Linked DNA regions of Mus musculus: region 1 is linked to region 2. A link is a contact called in public promoter capture Hi-C data. All regions are on one chromosome and are shown on one strand. The core of a region is the stretch at or near the end of the contact, and the rest is flanking DNA. Distances in the headings are between cores, read along the strand shown. Region 1 holds the start of Odf1 (outer dense fiber of sperm tails 1). Region 2 has its middle 17 kb from the start of Grhl2.

The links. Promoter capture Hi-C pulls out the DNA fragments that hold promoters and counts their contacts.
Region 1: a promoter capture Hi-C map of embryonic stem cells shows a contact between it and region 2, with 2.9 times the contacts expected there. The contact joins the promoter of Odf1 here to the enhancer-like site in region 2. A contact is called at or near these places in 5 of 39 promoter capture datasets (embryonic stem cells, hippocampal neurons, liver and 1 more).

What each region holds. Positions count from the first base shown.
Region 1 is chr15:38,217,809-38,220,508 of GRCm38.p6, forward strand. Odf1 (outer dense fiber of sperm tails 1) reads left to right here and starts at 1,395. Exons shown (of 2, transcript NM_008757.3): 1 at 1,395-1,899. The coding sequence starts at 1,622.
Region 2 is chr15:37,214,727-37,217,560 of GRCm38.p6, forward strand. No RefSeq gene overlaps it. Among named protein-coding and RNA genes, the nearest start is that of Grhl2, 17 kb to the right of the region's middle. Within about 2 kb of position 1,350, at least 19 of the 459 cell types and tissues checked have an H3K27ac peak or open chromatin away from gene starts, as enhancers often do. A contact at or near this core is called in embryonic stem cells, where this site is marked.

The DNA of each region.
Region 1 (2,700 bases), core at 145-2,644, 1.0 Mb after region 2:
AGACAGAGGCAGGCAAATTTCTTTGAGTTCAAAGCTAGCCAGCTGTACACAGTAAGTTCCAGGCCAGCTAGGGCTACCTTGTGAAACCATGTCTCCAAAAACAAGAACAAAAAAAAATTAGGGAAGACCGATGTTTAAGGTGAGAAGTAGGTAGGAGAAATTTATATCTGAAATCACTTTGGCTACCTTGTGGAAAGGACAGAGTGGGTGGAGCTTGAGTGTGGGACAATGAGCCCATTGGTTTCTTTGCTTTTTAAGTTTTGATTTATCTTATGTGTGTGTTGCCTGCATGTATGTATGTGCAAGATGTTCGTGCTTGGGGCCTGTGGTGGTCAAAAGAGGGTATCAGATCCCTGTCCATGGATCTGATGTTACAGTGGAACTGGAGTTACAGTGGCTGTGAACCACCTCATCAGGATTGAGTATCCAGCCCTCCTCTGTAAGAGCACAAAAGCTCTTATCTCTGAACCATCTTGCCAGCTTCCCTTTTATGCTCCCTTGAGCTGTGACCGCCAGCCTGGACCCTCCTTGCCTCTTCACTGGGTCTGGCCCACATTTAACACTTATCAATAGGGGAGGAGGGATAATCGATGATCCTTTATTGAAATGAAAATAAAAGGTCAAACCCCTAACTGTGGCCTTCAAGCCCAGCTCTTAGTTGCCTCTCTGGTGTCGCATCCATTTGTCCTCATGTGTCCTCCCTAGGACTTAGTCTAGGAAGAAGGGACTAGAGGTTTGAGAGATAGAAGCAGATTAAGAAGTACAAGTCAAATCTGAGGTGAGTTTGCAGTCTTAGAGGTTGATCCATGTTAGAGAATGGGGCATGGCTGAAGCAAAAGGTTCCGGAGAGTGGAAGAGGGTCAGGGACCAATGTTTAGGGCCACTCGGGGACACTTGGAGGCTTAGAAACAAGACCTCAGGTCCTTGTTGTGGGGCGATGACTGTAGACAGAAACCCTGAGCAGTAGAAGCCAAGAGCTTCTGGGCTCCAGCTAGTGGAGAACTGATGTTCCTGGCTAGCTAGAACCCTAGCTGGTAGAGGACGGGCAGTTGTCTGTGATGTATGAGACCCTGGGTTTGATCCCTGGCACCAGGAAATAATAATAATAATGGGTGGGACTCAGAGATGTGCGACTGAGAAAGCCAATGACAAAGGCAGACTTGAGACTGACTTGGTGGGAAAGAAGGGCCAACAGCCAAAAAGAATCTTACAACGAGGCTCAGGCCTTTAATGGGGACACAGAGACTAGAGCCAAGTGGCTCCTGCCCTTTCCACAATGACAGCCATGACTGTCTTAACTCCTACAAGTCAAGGACACTAAAGGGAAGCCCTCAAGGTCCACCAGCACCCAGGGTGAGCGAGCTCTTGGTAGGAATACCTTCCTGGGAGAAACCCTGAGGAGGGTCTCAGGGGACCATAACTGTTTGTGGTTGGCATGGTAACCAAGAGACTATGACATACTTAAAGGGTGGGTGAGGTCACAGAACACAAGCTTTAAAGTAAGTGAATCATGTGTGGCTCATTTAATTTTAAAGGAGGCCTCTGAGAAGAGCTTAGAACAATTTTTTCCTCTGAGTGCCATTTCCCAAAGGTACTCACAGAACAATAAGGTGTGACCATAATGGCCGCACTGAGTTGTCTTTTGGACAGTGTTAGGAGGGACATAAAGAAGGTGGACAGAGAATTAAGACAATTGAGATGTATCGACGAAATCAGCTCCCGCTGCCTGTGTGACTTATACATGCACCCGTACTGCTGCTGCGACCTGCATCCCTATCCCTACTGCCTCTGCTACTCCAAGCGATCCCGCTCCTGTGGCCTGTGTGACCTCTACTACCCGTGCTGCCTGTGTGACTACAAGCTGTACTGCCTTCGCCCATCGCTCCGCAGTTTAGAGAGGAAAGCAATCTGCGCCATTGATAAGAAAGAGTGTTGGCCAAGGGAGAGGGTGTGACCTGAGAATCAGTGTAGCTGCCACATCGGTGGGAAGAGGCGGGGACATGGGGAAAGTGACAGATGAATGGATGTGAAAAGGGATCTAGATAGTGACTCAGGGTGACCAGGAGAGGCTTAAGAAGAGAAGGGTAGGTGGGCCAGCAGTGGGAATAGAGAGGTCTAGAGGGGCAGTGTGGTAAATAGGGTAGCCTTAATGAAGGTAAAATAGGGGTGTCATTAAAAAGCTGTTGGAAACAGCAAACTCAACAAATCTGGGAATGACTGAGGTGATCTGAGTGTATTTGGGCTTGCAGAAATGACTGCAGGAGAAGAAAGTCAAAATCAGTCAAATCCTTACTGTGGGCCAGAAGCCTCCACAGCAGAGGCTGAACACTGGAGGCGTTTCCCCAGTGTGTGGGAATCGTTCTCCCACCGAGTCTCAGGCAGAGTTGATCTATAGCTAGGGCTGCTGTGCTGGCCTCCCCTCCAACCTCAGAAGGGATTTGCGACATCACAGGTTGCAGCCAGCATAGTAGATTGGGATCTCAATGGAATTGGATAATATAATTGGGGGGAGGGTAATATTTCTTTAGTTTCTTTTCCTATCCTTTCCTCACTTTAACATATACAGTCTGTATACAGGGGAGAAATGGTGGAAGTGGGCATTGTCCCCTGGTTATATAAATGACTGTACACCCATCCAGTGGATTAAAGAACTGAGTGTAGTAGCCGACTCTGAGGTGGAGGCAGGAGGCTCACAGGTTC
Region 2 (2,834 bases), core at 100-2,599:
TTCTTCCCCTCCCCCTCCCTCACCCCCTCCCCCTCTTCCTCTCCCCCATCCCCCTCCTCCTTCTTCTCTAAATTTACCACCTGACAAAAACAGTGCAGTGAAGGCTGAAATCCACTAGCTTGGTTCATATGCTGGTACAACATGGTCAAGCCAGCACCTGACAGGAGCCAACCCTACACTAGTGACTGTGGACTGGAAGAGTTTCTCATCTCACTGGCAGTTAGAATAGCAGATGGTGGTGTGCCCTCCCTGTGGATAAGAAGCAGCTAGCTCTGAGCATTCAGTTTAAGAAGATACTGGAAGTCAAGGAAGCCAGAGCCTTGAGAGGAGCTTGAGTTGTATCTGTCCAATTAGGACAGTCATTTCAGACCTTGCGATGCCCTGGATGATTTCTGCTGTCTTCCCTCTCATCTAAGTCAGGATGGTTGGCTGTAAAACCATCAAGTGTGCACACTCCATCAAGAGAGGGGACCAGCCCCCTGCCCTCTGGCAAGCATGGTGGCATCCCAGAGAAGGAATGGATGTGGGGGAGAGAGACTTGTCTCCCACTCTGGTCCTGGAACCCCTCACACATTAAGTAAACAAACAGCCATTCGAGTCTCTTTGGAGCTCTGGAGGAAAGATGAGAGTCAGCGTTGTGGTGGCTTTAGAACAGAGAATCACAGAGAACTGCATTTTGTCTGTTGCCTTTACTTAAAACTGCATTTGAATAAGTCAGTTTGAGCGATCAAAAACAATGTGGATCGTGGGGAAGGGAGATGTTTGTTTGCTGTACAAACATGGGGTTAGAGCATCTTCGTGGTCTGAGGCACAGGACTAAAAGACAGAAAGATATGTGAGCTAAGGAATCCCACAGCCTGTGAGTCACGGAATCTGCCCCAAGAAGCCGCAATGAGCAGTGACTGAAAGCTTCAACGTCAGACCGTGAGGACAATCAGAAACACAGCTGGGACGGTTCCTGTATTTGTAAATAAAGAACAACTGAGTTGACTGTCCCTGGGAGCTCTATGGAACCCTGGGCGGTGGTGCCCTTGGCGGCGTGCGTGACCTTGCCTTTACGTATGCTTTATGTACTGACACGAAGGGAGATCTCCTTTGCATGCAGCAAGACCTAGGTGCAGAGCCCCCCACCCTCGTTCTATTAACCTTTTGGTCCTTGGAGAAGGAGACGTCTGCTAATGACAAAGGGAGTAAGCAGCAAGGGGCGGTGGTCTTTCCACCCCAAGACCCCTTTGTGCCCAGCATGGGCTGGAGTCAGGGAGGAGGCAGGCTCGCTTCAGGCCGACGGCCCCTGCAGGGGGCAGTTCAGAGAGGTAGAGAACTGAGAGCGATCTAAGCAGAGACAGTGGCCCAGGCTTCTTAACCTTACTCTGGGTTTGCTTAGCGCCTGACAAAGACGTGCATTGTGAAGAATGGGGCTGAATCTTTCTTCTATGCTTTTAAGCAAAGCGGCGCTGCTTTCTCTAGTCTTAGAGGGAGAGGAGAGAACTAAAAAATCTTCTTTTCCATGCACAAGGCTCTTTACAAACACCTTCACTTAAAACCCAGCCATTTTGTGATCTAACCTGGCCATTATTGGTCCCCTTTTATAGCAGTGATCTGAAAGGTGAAGTGACTTTTCTATACATCAAGGCCACAGCGGGGCCACATTTCAAGCCTAAGTGTGCCTGGTTCTAGAACCTTCTCTCTGGGTCTCAGTATATACAACACAGTCTCCCCTGCTCTTTTCTTCTTTTGCCCATTTGAAAGAAGAAAAATATTGTGATGGGGTGGATAGGTCAGCGTTTAAGAGCACGTGCTGATCTTTCAGAGGACGGAGGTTTGGTTTCCAGCACCTCACTTGGGCTGGCTCCAGTCCCAGGACAATCTGATGTCCTTTTCTGACCTCCACGGGTACCAGGTATGCTTATGACACATAAACATACATGAAGCAAGACACCCAACTACATAAAATGAGTAAAGTTGAAGCTGGTAAATAAGTAATTTTAAAATTAAAAAAAAAATGTGTCCGTGTGCACATACAGAGGTCAGGGGACAACTGAGGGAAGTTGGTTCTCTCCTCCCACCTGTAGGGCTGGGCTTCTCTGCTGGTTTCTGTGTAACCTAAGCTGTGATAGCACCTGCCTTTAAACCCAGCACTGGGCAGGCAGATCTCTGTGTTCGAAGCCAGCCTGGGCTACACAGAGAAACCCTGTCTCAAAAAAATAAAGGCATTTTTTAAAGGTGATATATTATTCCTTAGAAAGTTAAAAATCAGACTGGGTTTCACTCCTGAGTTCATATCAGAGGCAACTGACAACAGAGTATGAACGAGGCATCTGTATTTGTGCTCATAGCAACATTATTCACAATCGATTGCATGCAGATAAACAACCCAACTGCCCACCACGGAAACATGAAGGGAGCTTTCATAGGCTGGTGAGAGGGTGACGGTGCTTGCTGCTGAGCCTGACACCCCCAGGGCCCACATGGTTGAAGGAGTGAACTGATTCTACATATTATCTGCTGACCTCCTCCCTGTGTGCTCGGCAGTACCCTCCTCCCAGCAAATAAATGCATGCTTAAAAAAAAAAAAAAAAAAAAAAAAAAAAAGGTTGTCTTAGGGGGAAAAAAACTAAATAAAAGGAAAGAAAGATTCAATCCTCAGGACAAACAAAAGGAGCAAAATGCAGTGTGAACATAATGGGATTATATTATATTATTATCCAACCTTGGAAAGTCTTGCCAAGTGCTACAACATGGGTGGATGCTGCAGGCACCACGCCGAAGAAATAAGCCAATCACAGAAAGAGAAATACTGTGTGATTCCTGTCAGATGAAAAGCCAACCGGTTG